3 separate regions of the Gossypium hirsutum genome follow, and all the other regions are linked to region 3. The links are chromatin contacts, called in public Hi-C maps. All regions are on one chromosome and are shown on one strand. The core of a region is the stretch at or near the end of the contact, and the rest is flanking DNA. Distances in the headings are between cores, read along the strand shown. Region 1 holds the start of LOC107914813 (ER lumen protein-retaining receptor). Region 2 holds the start of LOC107914817 (succinate dehydrogenase subunit 3-1, mitochondrial). Region 3 holds the start of LOC107914808 (O-fucosyltransferase 1).

Region 1 (4,433 bases), core at 14-2,513, 200 kb after region 3:
ATATTACGTTATATTCAAATTGAGATTTGATTAAGAATGATTGATAATCGATTTTTAGTGAAATTCAATTTAGGAATCATGTGAAAGAAATAAGGACTTGGTTTATTTGGTGGGCAAAGATTATGTTTCTGTAGTAAAGAATATAAGAAGAGAGAAAAATAAAGGGGAAGAAGAAAAGGAAAATAAAGAATTAAAAAGAATAAAGATTAAATTGTTCAAAAAAATAAAAGTATAGAGACTAGTTTTGACAAATGGAAAACATAGAAAAATTACGTTAAAAGAAATAAAGAAGGGAGAAAAATAGAAGGAGAACGAGAAGAGAATGAAAAATAAAGAAAAAAAAGAAGGTTCAAAGAACATAAAAGAGGAAATTAAATTGCTCAAAATGAAAAAAAATATTGGGACCAATTGTATAACTTCTCATTTAATGTGTCACGTTAGCTTTTTGTTGCACCGTTAATGACAATTAACGCTTAGTGACTAAAATGTTACAACACGATAACGTAAGTGACTAAATCGTAACATTTCAAACATAAGTGACTAAAATGTAATCTAAGATAAACGAAAGTGAGTATTTTGGCAATTTACCCTAATAGTTTTTATCAACAATTCTATTTTATTCTGAAACATTATCTTCTTATTTATGGGTTAGAAAGAAGTTGTGGGTAATTCTAAAGTAGATATAATTAGAAGCTATAATGAAATTGTTAAAAAAAATGTTTAAACTTTGCTGGAAATTGAATTTTACTAAAACAAGAAACTGTTTTAAGCAAATTATAGCATCACCCTTGAGTCTCTGCAAGTAAATCCAAGTCATTTTGAGTGTGTGGAGGCCCAAAAGCTTCAAATCTAGGAACTATCCCTGGAATTTCCTTACGCATACAAACTGAAAATGAAACCCAGCCCATCTAGTAGATATGTTTTGTTTTCCCTAATATTTATTTTATGAGTTAATTGCACCAAAATCCTCAAACTCTGACCTTCTTTTAAAATTGATCCCCAAACTTTAGAACATTCTAAATACATCTTTAAACTATCCATCAATTGAGTTCTTCCATTATTGAAATTGTTAATTTAGTAAGATCTTTTGTGATATACTCTTATGTCATATGAAAAAATTTATATGTCATTTAATGGTTAAAATAACAGTTTTAATAATTAAAGGATCTGATTGATATAATATATATAATTTAAAGATGTATTAAAAATGTTTTAAAGTGTAGGAACTAATTTAAAATTTGTTTGGTGGGATAACTCATATTTTTCTCTCCTGTGTTCTCGGAAGCCAAAGCAATAAATTATTCCCTGAAAACAAACAAAACTTAAGAAATTAGATGTTTCTATCGCAGATCTACTAAAATTTTCGTCTCAGGAAGAACCTTACCCTGACAGAAGAAAAAAAACAAAAAACAAAAACCATCATCCTACATTCTTTTTCAATTTTTTTGAATTTAAGAAACTTTTGAGAAGAAAGAACAGAGAAAATGAACATATTCAGATTAGCAGGGGACATGACCCACTTATTTAGTGTTCTTGTTTTGCTTCTCAAGATCCATACCATCAAATCTTGTGCTGGTACGTCCAGTTTTCAAATATTTACTTTATTTTTTTCTGGGTTCATTACATTTCACTGCATTTTATTTTGTATTTTTGAAAATTTTACCGCTTTAAGATTACAAAAATGGAATTTCAAGGTTATATTGAATGTGGGGTTTTGTTAATTAGTTGTCTTGTTTTAGTTGTTGTATATGGCATCCAATATCCAAATTGGAATCTTGTGAATCGTGGATGTGTAGCTTAATGAAAATGTGACATTTTTTTTTCCTGTTAGTCGGAAAGGAATTCTTGTATTTTTCTGAATGGGCTTTTAATCATTTGAATGTATATAAATTGTGTATCTGAAGTTTTAGAAGCAAGGATATATGATCATGTAGTACTTTAGTTTTAAATTAAACCAAACTTGGAAACTGTCGTGAACTGAAGACTTGAATACAAGTAATTTGTCACTCCACCATTGGAATCTTTTGCTAGTTGTTGGGATTTAATGAAAATATTTAGATAGAGGTCCAAGGAGTTTGTATTAGGTAGATTTGGAAGGGTTCATGGTTTGTTAACTTGGACTTCCTAAGATGGCATCTTATTTTTGCTTGTTTTCCTTCTATCTGTCGCTAGAAATATGTAGGGATTTGAAGTTTACAGTACTAGTATTCTTCTGGCTAGGAGATTTTATGGAAATCAAAAGGCAGATTAGATCATGTAGAATTATACTGTAGGTTTGCGGTTTTTTATTCTTGCTGGCCTCAGATTTCTTGACAAACTAGATAAACCATATATGATAAGGCCTAAAACTATAGCTGTAGCTGAGGTAGTTTTTGGTTTTTTTCTCTTGTTATGAGGAGTTGATTTGGGGTCAATGCTACCTAACTTTAGACTTTCTTGATTGGCTTGTGGGGAAGTTTTCTTTTTCTTTTCTTCTTTCCTTTTAAATGTAACTATGGGATAGGATGACAGAAGTATTCATGGGTGGCTATAGCCATTTACTCTTTGGAAGTCAAGGTTGTCACTATAAGAAGTTAGATTTCGATGGCTTTGGATCTTTTATCCTTGATGCGATTTCTTATATTTGTGCAGGCATTTCCTTGAAGACTCAGGAACTTTATGCTATTGTCTTCACTACTCGTTACTTGGATTTATTCACTACTTACATTTCTCTCTACAACACAATCATGAAGCTAATATTCCTGGGGAGTTCTATCTCAATTGTATGGTACATGCGACATCACAAGGTGGTTCGTAGATCTTATGATAAGGACCAGGATACATTTCGCCATTATCTCCTTATGTTGCCTTGCCTATTGCTTGCCCTTCTTATAAATGAGAAGTTCACCTTTTTGGAGGTATTGAAATCTTTCTTCCTATTACAATCAGGTTCTTGTGCTAAATTTATTCCGGTCAACTTAGTAGCTATATTACATTGTGTTTATACTAATTATTTGTTGAGAGATTATCAGGCTCTATTATTTTTCAGACTAGTATTTGTCTCTAAATATTGGTTGAGCAGGTCATGTGGGCATTTTCCTTATACTTGGAAGCAGTAGCCATACTTCCTCAGCTTGTATTGTTGCAAAGGACTAGAAATATTGACAACTTGACGGGACAATATGTGTTGCTCCTTGGGTAAACTCCGCTCTATAAATCCTATTCAATTTCAAGTTTGTCATGCTTTTATTACATTGCCTTGAAGGACGCTTACTTCTGTGCTTTCATTTGCATATAGTGTTGCTTCATTTTGTATTAGGATATGCTTAGTTGAGTGGAAAAGTGGAAGGATGAAAAGAGGAGAGTGGAAAAATAAATAAATTTTGAGCGTGCTTGGTAAAAAGAAAATAAGGAATATGGCCATCCTAATGCATAAAAACTAATCATTGCAAATTGGAATGATAAGCGGAGAGGAAATGAAAACGGTGCAAGTTAAGTGTGCATTTCACAAGATTATGCATTTTTCTTAAAACTTTCTTTTTCTTTCCTCCAATTTTTCAACTCTACCATGCAATGGATGTAAAGAAATTTTTTTTCCATTTTTCAATCTTTCATACCTTGTACACCAATGGAAAGAAAAAATAATTTTTTTATCCCCCCTCAAATTTTTCATATTTCCAATTTTCATTCCACTTTACCAAGCATCCTTAGTTTGGTGGGGGAAAAAAAGCACGAGAAAGTCTCTAAATTGAGTTGTCATCTTATTCTCTATTGGTTGCTGCTGATTTTCTTTTTTGAGTAAAAGCTGATATGATTTTATTTCGGATAGAAGATTTTGTTTTGAAACGTAGTTAATTACACCTTGATATTTTTCCAGTACAACTGATGTTCTTGTGAATCATCTGTTTCATGCCTGAATTTTGCTCTTATTCTATATCCACTATTACCAGAAGTTAAGAGATTAGACAAGCTCAAATCATCCATTATAAGATTTCTAGCAGTTGCATTAAGTTGTTAAGGCAAACCAGAAGTGAGGATCTCCCTTATTTGATTTTGACCAACTCATGTTGTAAGCAACGATGGAAGTAAAGAAAAGTTCAAGAAAGCAGCTTGTTCAACATATTACAAAAGTGACATTTCATGGAATTCATTAAACTAAAATGGCTATGATCTTAACCATAGCCTCCATTAAGTTATTGGAGAAAAAGATTAGTAAAATACATAGTGTTGGGGTTAGAATAGATGAGGTTGGCAAGAGAATATGTATTCCATGAAATATTAGGAGCAATGATAGATCTCGAGATTCATATTCATTTTGTCTTTAATCCTTGTATCTGCTGTTCTTTAAAACAAAACTGGGGGATGGCTGGATGGGGGATAACTAGCATGTAACTACTTTTTCACTCGACATTTATCTGAGTTTTTATAATATGATTTCTGATGTACCCTTAACC
Region 2 (4,362 bases), core at 1,529-4,028, 240 kb after region 3:
TTGACATAACTTAGAGAGATATTTTATTATCTGGTTTTATCATTATTCGCGGACTGGTGGCCTATGAGGATCGGCCCTCTATGTTTTGCTTGTACATCATAGGAGTACAGTCTTCCTATGATCATTATGAGTTTCATTGATTCCCTGTAAAGACTTTGTTAACGTCCAACTGCAAATAGGGTAACACTACATTACAAATTTACAATGGAAGCTGAGATAACATCACCACCACCACCACCACTAATAATAATAATAATAATAATAATAATGTCAAGGAAACATATAAAAAATTTGACAAGTAAGCACCTGGTGATGTAAATGAAGCCTCCAATTATAGCAAAACTTATTCGCAGCTGAGTGTTGTATGCAATCACACTTATGGAGGTTACCTAGTAAAAGACTGTCATTGTTGAAACTATTGTTCAAAGCTTTATTAATGTTTCTTCCTTGGAAGTATAGGTGCTCATGGCCGGGCGGCCCGGCCCAATGGCCCGTCCAAAATATGGGAGGATTCGGGTAAAAATATAGGCTCGAAATATGGGTTTGGGCAAAAAATGAGGCCCGTTTAGAAAATAGGCCGGGCCTCAAGCACCACTTTTTTGGCTCAGGCCCGGCCCACATATATAATAAATATATATTTTTTATTTTTTTAATTTTAAAATATTTTTTTTATTTTTAAAATAAATTTTTAATTTTTATTAAAAATGGGCCGGGCCGGGTTAGGCTCGGGTTTAGAAATTTTTTCCCGAGCCGGGCTTGAATAAAATTTCAGGTCCATATTTCGGGCCTGGCCAAGCCCGGGCCTAGAACATAGGCTAAAATTTTTTTAAAGCCCGGCCCGGCCCGACCCATAATCACCTCTGCTTGGAAGTAGTTCTTTCAAGTATTCGGAGGGTTGATATTGTCAAATCTATATTTGGATATGTGTTGAATATAGACATTAAAGGCAGGAACTTCAATCAAATATGAAGAGTCCTATCAACATAGATATTCAACGGAGTCTGTTTGTATGACTAAGTTTCGTGTGCAAGCGACATTGAATCAGGGGTTCCCTGGGGCGAAGCTAAAAGTTATGTGATTGGGGCGAGATAAAACTAAAAAAGAGGATAAAGTTAAAAATATTTGTATTAAAATTATTTAAATTAAATTTTAAATTTTTTAAAAAGGGCCAAATTTCCCATTGTTACATTTAAAATAAAAGATAAAAGGAACTAAATTGACATTTTAGATTCTGTTCGAGGATGTTGAAGCCGTCAAATCTGGTTGATTCCATTGCACTAAATTGATTTTGGAAAATGACCTGAAAATCCAAATCCAACTGTTATGTTTTTAGTTGATAAAATATGATAAGTTTAATTGTCGGGATAAATTCGAGTAAGCAACGAAGAATAATTAAATTAATTAATAAATTGAAGAGATCCAATATAAATATTTTACGTGAATAAAAAATCATAGGCAAAGATAAATTTACTAAATCGGCAAGAACGAAGAGTACATAGATAGAGATAAAAACTAAACTCTGAAACTCGAAAAAAAGAACACTTGAAACTTAAACACAAAATTCTCTGAAAGCTTGTAAAAGCTAATAGTATTAAAATAATCTACACTAATCAGCGTTTAAGTGGAAAACTAAAACAATATTTAACTGAAAGAAGTAAAGCTGAGAAAATTGAGAAACATGTCGCCACGTTGCGACATGGCTTTCTTTTCATCGTGATGAAGTATGGTCACGTCATCGGAGCGAAGAACTCCTCTTCGTTGCGACGTCACACACTATTTATGTTGAAATACGAGGCATACTCCACATTAATCAACCATTTTATAAAATATATAAATAATCATACAATTGGTGTATAGATTAATGAATCAAATATGAAGAAGATGGATGAGTTGCCATTTTCCTATATATTTACATTTCCATAAACTCTTTAAACTTAAGTAAAAAATTTGCTGAGAAAAAAATAGGGTAAATTATATCATTAGTTATAAGAAAGTTTTTGTTTTGGTTATTTAATTAAAAAAAGGTTATAATTTGATCACTAAACTATTTGAAAGTTTTCATTTAAGTCACTAAACTATTAAAAATATTTTATTTAAGTCACTAGACTATTAAGTTTTTTTTTTAAAGTTCTGCCATAAAGCTCCAAGCGATGATTCGAAGATCGAGAGGGTGGATCTGTACCCATCGACGAGTAGAAGAACATAACTTAGATCAAAATCTATCTAGCGATCAGTGTAGGAGATCAAAGAAAAAACTGTTTGAATTTTGGTTTGCAGATTTATGAAGTTCAAAGTTGTTTTATGAAAAAACACTCAACGATAGAAAAGAAAGGAAAAAAGAGCTTTCGATTGGTACCGATAGTGCGAATAGAGAAAGCCATATAGAATCGATTTTAATAGCCCAATGACTTAAATGAAAATTTGTGAATAGTTCAGTGATCTACAAAGTAACAACAAATAATGACTACATTTAGATGTTAGGTATTCTCTAAAAAGATAAATGATTAATCATAAAATATGCTCTATTCGCAGGAATGGATAGTTAAAGAAGGAGGTGAATAACCACTACATAATTGGTTTCTAAAGTTATAGGTACATAGATTTCCAAAGGTTACTTTAGGAAATGATATGATGAATATTTGAAATAAATTATGGAGTTGTTAGATTGCCACATAATTGATCCAAAATTTGTATATCATGTCAAAGCCGAATCCAAATGGGCTCAAACCCTAAAACCGAACCTAAATAGGCCTAAGCCCAATAACATCTATTTACGTTTTCTTGCAGAGCAGCTTCCTCCTTCCCTTATATAACCCCACCGTTTCACTCCATGTTTCTTTTTTGCAGGCTAAGCAATTTTGAGACTCTTCTATTTAGCAATGGCTTCTTCTCTAGCTCTTAAGAGGCTCGTCTCATCCAACATCCTCCCTAGCTCCTTACGCGTCGCCATCGTTCCATCCATCTCCAGACTCTTTAACACCAACGCCGCCACGCCTGATGACCACGATGATCGCCGTCGTGCTGACGGTTTCTTCCCAGGTACTTGTCCACTCATCTGTTTTTCATTTCGACTTCTTTCGCTTCTTTTTAATTTTTGATTATCTAAAATTGATGCTGATTTTGGCCCTTCCGGTTTCTATGCTGCAGATCTGCAGGGGCGGCGCCAGGGGGCCAAAAAAGGTAAATTTTCACTTTAGTTCTTACAGAAATTATAAAATTATGATTCAGTCATTTTGCCCCCTCAAGAAAAAAATTCCTGCAGATATGTTTGATCCTTTGTCTCCAACAAGGAGCCTGAACATGATGGATCAAGTCAAGGGGAATCGATTTCTCTCCACATCCCGTGACATTCCAGGGCTTGGGAGCGAGGCCAAAGAATCAAACCTTCGCCCGTTATCTCCTCATCTTCCTATTTATAAGCCACAACTTTCTGCGACTCTTTCAATTACCAATAGGATCTCCGGGGTTTTCCTAACTACTGCACTTTTGTTCTCTTATCTTCTTTCTCTGAAAATGGGTTCAATTTGCTTCACCTATTCGAATTTCTACCAATTCTTCTTTTATTCAGCAAAGCTTGCCCCAGTTACCGTCTCAATTGCTGCATTGGCCGTTTCCTATCATCTGTGTTATGGGGTTCGTCATTTATTGGCGGACTTTTCGGGAAAGCTGAGGTGAAGAACGGTGAGGAGGAAAGGATGTGATTCAGCTTCAAATCGACTGATTTGCTGGCTTGGTAAGTTCTTGTTTGGTCTGGGCCATTCTGGGTTGAGGTAAGACTTTGTTTGGCAAAATAAAGAATGTGTTAATGGTTTTTTTTTTTTGGAATAAATTGAACCTTGGTGATGAGTAAAAAGAAAACCTTGTTAATGCCAAAAAGCATCTTTGAACTTGTCAATATAGTGATCTGTGTTGAATTAGTGGTTTAATTCGATGGATTCTGCTAAATCTTTGATTGGGAGAGCTGTAACCATTAACCGTTCCCCTTTCAATCGTATGAGCTTTCATTAGGAGTTTAAACTGTGCTTATCTGATTCTGCATCCTCCATAGTTAACAAACACCAAGCTTTGAATGTGTGAACTCTTTCAGAAAGTGATTGTGAACTGTGATAGGATTGACTTAAATGTAAGATCGATTAGTAAATCGAGAAGGTTACATTATAATTTATTAAATTGTTATTGTTAGAGATTTTGTTTTTCCTTTTAAGAAGTTTAGTTCTTTGGATTTTTTTAGTCCCGAGTTTTCTATAAAATTATGATTATTACATTTTGATTTTTACGATAAACTTAATTATGATAGCTTATTTATATGATTTACGAATTATTTTCAAATAAAGAGTTAATTTTTGTGTTTACATTGGAACT
Region 3 (4,617 bases), core at 242-2,741:
CTTCAGCAACCATACGCTCTTGAGCTCTAACCTTAGCAGCCTCAGCCTTAAGCCTTTTACGCTCCTCATTAGCAACTCGTATAGCCTCTTTCCTAGCCTCTTCTTTTCTGAGCTTCTCAAGACGCAACAACTCCATCTCGTGGATGTACTCCTTGCGTACATTTTTTACTTGCTTGGCGTAGTCTCGTCGCAACAGGGCGAGTTTCTTCTCGGCCTCTTTGGGGTCGTTGGGGGTCTTCCAGCTGCCCAAGAAGGAGTTGGGATCTAAATATTTGTGGGTTTTCTGGTGGTGGTTGTGGTGGGATGATTTGGTGGAGAATGAGCGGGTGAGGGTTTTGGAGAGGGTCCTGAAAGAGTTCGCCATTGCTGTGTTCTTCGAAGCTACTCCGCTGCTGGTGGAGAAAGAGGAGGGTTTTGTTTGTGTTGGGCATGGGCTACTCTGCCATTAATGGAGGCCCAGTCCAAGAAACAGTTCCAATTACCCAACACAACCGCCTAATCCCATCGTTCATTTCCCTTCTCCAAATTACACCCCAGTTTTCACTCATTATTATTATTTTCTAATTTTTTAAGGTTTAATTCTAATTTCATACTTTTTTTACAGAAACTTTGAAATTATTCCTCTGTTTTAATTTGTCGGAATTTGGTTTTACAAAAATTAAGAAGTTGATCAAACTAGATAATATCATGATAGATGGATGACTTGAAATTTAACTGTTCATTAATTTTATTTGTAAAGAGTTAGTAATAGTTTTGCAATTTGAATGGCAAAATTAAACTCTTCAAATTTATGTATTTAGATTAATTTCTCAGTTTTCATAAAATACAGATTAAATTTTGACAAATTAAAGGATAATGATTAATTTCTCAACTTTCTTAACATAGAGAGATGAAATTTAGAATTCAACTTTTTTTTTATTTTTAATTTTTTGGGAGAAGGCACCATTTATTCTTTGAACTTGAAAATTTTTTCCAATTTTGTCAAGCTTCAAGATTAACGTGAAAAAACAAAATTAAGGAACTAAGTTAGGAAAAATTGACAAGTTCATGGGCTAAAGGATGCTTTATTTCTTATTTATTTATCTATTTTGAGTTAAAATATGTATTAAGTCTTTGTACTCTTTGTATATTTGAAATATAGTCCTTTTACTTTTATTTATAAGAGTTTAGTTCTTTACTTTTTTTTATAGATTTAATTGTTAACACCGTTAAAATTCTTCTATTAAATTCGTTGATTTGATATTTTAAAATAAAAAATACTCACTTGATAGTCATATAACCAAAAAAGAACGTTGTAATAAGTCTGAATTTAATAGGATAATTTTAATAATTGAACTTGTACTTTTAGATCCAAAAAGTAGAAGGATAAAATTAGTTAAAATAAAAGTAGTAAGACTAAATTACAAATGTACAAAGAGGACAGGGAGCTATAGCATATTTTAACCATTACATTGACTAATTTCAAGGTTTTACAGCGCGCCAAGTAAAACCGACAACCAGAAAGAAGGAAATTTGTAAAAACATCAGATCTGGGAATAATACATTGCTTTTTTTGTCTTTCGTAATTATGCGGAGGTTTACAAACTAACTAGTTAATTCGTTTTTCCGTTAAAATTTTCGGTTTTCCGTTGAACCAGACTGCCATTTTTTAACTTCTTCTTTCTATTTTGTTGCTTAGGTCGGGGCTGCATAGGCAGCATGGGAAGCAAGGAGCTGGAGGAGGAGGAGGAGGAGCAAAGGGAATTTACACCAAACTAACGATTGCCGTTGTGGTGCTTTTGATCTGCACGCTCTCGCTTTTGTTTTCGGCTACAATTGGCGGAAATCGCGGATCTCTAGAGCCTTCCGAGGTTAGTGGTTCTTGTAAAGAGTTAGGATCTGATCGTCTTGATTTTGATCCCTGGCTTCGTGATTAAATTTTCAGTATTAAGCGAATTTGCGGATTGCTTCTGTTATCAGATTGTTGAAACTTAATAAGGCATAAATGTTATTAGTTTGTTGTCTGAGTTAGTCTATAGTAATGCTCACGCTCAATAGAAGCCTTAGGGGAATCTCTTGTTTGATGCGTCTGCAAACCATCTCATTTGGTCTGTACTTTATTTGGCGTTTGTAATGTACCTCATAAATTGACCTATTTACTTGCATGAAAAATCATCAAAGTGGAAATGTTTTATTTATTGCATTGGTTTGGTTTTATGCTAATTTGCTAGGATCATGCGGATTAAGTCCAAGAGGATCATTAGCTAGTTATCAGAGACTTTAGGTGTTTTTATGCATGATTCCGCTTCCTTTAACAATATTTGTTGATAGGTTTTTGTTATCTTTATAGGTAATGGTTTGAGATAATCGTAATAAAACAGTTCCTCTGTAGTCAGATGCTTGAGACTGGTTGTTGTATTATTTCGTACTATATACCTGTGGGAGCTAAACCAGTGAATAGGATTTATTCTCGCCCTTTTCCACTTTTAGTGGCTGGTCATCATTGTCAATCACTCTAACCTTTGATCATTCTTTTTTCTGAAATGTTTATTCAGATCAATGCAGAAGAACTTTGGGAAAGTGCCAAGTCTAGTGGATGGAGGCCTTCATCTGCTCCACGATCTGATTGGCCCTGTAACTACTCATAACTTTCCCAAAGAAAAAAAATTATGTTTGAATTGATTTTATGTAAAAATGTAAGTTCCTTAGAATTCTTATTGCTATATTCTGGCAGCTCCTCCAAGGGAAACTAATGGTTATCTTCGAGTCCGTTGCAATGGCGGTCTGAACCAACAACGCAGCGCGGTTTGTGTTAACCTTTTTGCTGTAAATTCTACTCTATCATACTCTGTTTTTCCATGGAAATCAAATAGGTGCAAGCCAGCTTGAGTTTTTATGGTTATGTTTTGTTTTAGATTCTTAGTGTAAAAAGGCTTAAAAGTTTAAAATAGAGTAAGATTGTGTTGATATTGCTTCTGTGGTTTATAAATTTTAAATAAAATATTAATTTTGCTTCTTTTGGTGTTCTAGATCTGTAATGCAGTTCTTGCTGCACGAATTATGAATGCCATACTTGTACTGCCTGAGCTGGATGCAAACTCCTTTTGGCATGATGAAAGGTAATCTTGTCTCGTCATTTCCATCCCCCCTTTTTTTTCAATTTATTTGAAATTAACTGGGTACTTCTATAACAGAAGCAGTGTACGTGATGAGTAGGGACACAGATTTTAGATGGAAAATTTTCAGATAGAATTTAAACATTTATTTAGACAGTGCAAAAACTTAATGGCTTGGCAATTATTGGCATTTTCCTTTTTGGAAGCCATAGGAAGTGAAATTCTGATTTCTTGGATTTGGCATCTTAGAGAGGCTAACAGAAGATTATTAAAATTTATGATTGTTTGCAATATTTTCATCTGCATTTGTGAAGATTAATGTGTTCTCTTGCTGCATGGCTTTATCTTTTCTAATTTGTTCACTGGGGAATAGGTGGCTTCCTCTCTCTGCTACTCTTCTAATTGAACTTGCTATGATTACGGCAAATTTGTGTTAATTTGATTGGTCAATTTGAGTCATCTTCATTTCAATTTATTATGGTTCAAGTTACCTGCAACTTAAGGGAAGTTACTCAGATTTTTTTGCATTTATCATTCTTAGTTTGTTTGGTGAACTGGCTCCTAAACTAAGAAATCCAAGGATTATTAGGAAGAGAACCACTAGCAGTTTGGAAGATCCAACTAAGATATGAGCTTGCTCATGAACTCGAATCACTTTCTACATTATTTTCTGTAGTTTTTGGTTAGGTATATCTGCTTTATCTTTGAGAAGCTTTTTATACTGCAATGTGATTGAATAGAGTGATGATTAATATATGATTTGCTCTGGCCATCGTTTCTGTTCTCTAACATATCAGAAAATTTCAGCAACTGATGTTTTTGAACTAGTTATTTAATCAATTTCATTTCTAGACTTTTTTTTCTGCCGTTTCTTCTCCCTGAAACTTAAACCACCATTAATGCAGAGATCTTTTGTGAGTTTACAATTATTTTCTGCAGTCATTTTTATGTTTTAATTTATATGGTTGCTGAGTATTAATTGTTCACCTTCCTAACAAAAAAATTAGGAATATATACACACATCACATGGAATGTGTTTTCCAGATCTTTATTGAAGCAATATGCCATTGTACTTGTGGACCATTTACAATTAAAATGTAATGATACCATCTTTTCTCTCCAGTGGTTTCCAAGGTATCTATGATGTTGAGCATTTTATCCAGACATTGAAGTATGATGTACAAATTGTGGAAAGCATACCTGAAATCCGACAAAATGGCAAAACCAAGAAGATAAAAGGGTATCAGGTGTGAAATATTGGAGCCATCGATTATAATAATCAGTTAGGCAAATAATTTTTAAGTTTTGTAGAAGTTGTTGAAACTTATGTCTTTTCTCTGCTCTTGCTTCTTTGTCTATTCATTTAGCTTCGCCCCCCGAGGGATGCTCCTATCGAGTGGTATACAACAGTCGCTCTCAAGAAAATGCAAGAACATGGTGCTATTTATCTGACTCCCTTTTCACATCGTCTTGCTGAAGAAATTGACAATCCCGAGTATCAACGGTTGAGGTGTAGAGTTAA

Evidence for each region. A called contact is a pair of places that touch in the nucleus more often than the background predicts.
Region 1: a contact with region 3 is called in a Hi-C map of leaf, with 2.8 times the contacts expected there. The contact joins the promoter of LOC107914813 here to the promoter of LOC107914808 in region 3. A contact is called at or near these places in 10 of 34 Hi-C or Micro-C datasets (callus, hypocotyl, leaf and 1 more).
Region 2: a contact with region 3 is called in a Hi-C map of leaf, with 2.9 times the contacts expected there. The contact joins the promoter of LOC107914817 here to the promoter of LOC107914808 in region 3. A contact is called at or near these places in 10 of 34 Hi-C or Micro-C datasets (callus, hypocotyl, leaf and 2 more).

Annotation. Positions count from the first base shown.
Region 1 is chrD10:28,300,142-28,304,574 of Gossypium_hirsutum_v2.1, forward strand. It overlaps LOC107914813 (ER lumen protein-retaining receptor), which reads left to right and starts at 1,264. Exons shown (of 6, transcript XM_016843849.2): 1 at 1,264-1,575; 2 at 2,632-2,897; 3 at 3,062-3,177. The coding sequence starts at 1,485.
Region 2 is chrD10:28,343,043-28,347,404 of Gossypium_hirsutum_v2.1, forward strand. LOC107914817 (succinate dehydrogenase subunit 3-1, mitochondrial) reads left to right here and starts at 2,779. Exons shown (of 3, transcript XM_016843852.2): 1 at 2,779-3,039; 2 at 3,148-3,180; 3 at 3,263-3,926. The coding sequence starts at 2,880. The coding sequence ends at 3,675.
Region 3 is chrD10:28,099,339-28,103,955 of Gossypium_hirsutum_v2.1, forward strand. It overlaps LOC107914808 (O-fucosyltransferase 1), which reads left to right and starts at 1,492. Exons shown (of 10, transcript XM_016843839.2): 1 at 1,492-1,575; 2 at 1,679-1,850; 3 at 2,535-2,613; 4 at 2,714-2,784; 5 at 3,010-3,098; 6 at 4,219-4,342; 7 at 4,463-4,617. The coding sequence starts at 1,568. LOC107914807 (protein maph-9) reads right to left here and starts at 518. Exons shown (of 2, transcript XM_016843838.2): 1 at 1-518. The coding sequence starts at 364.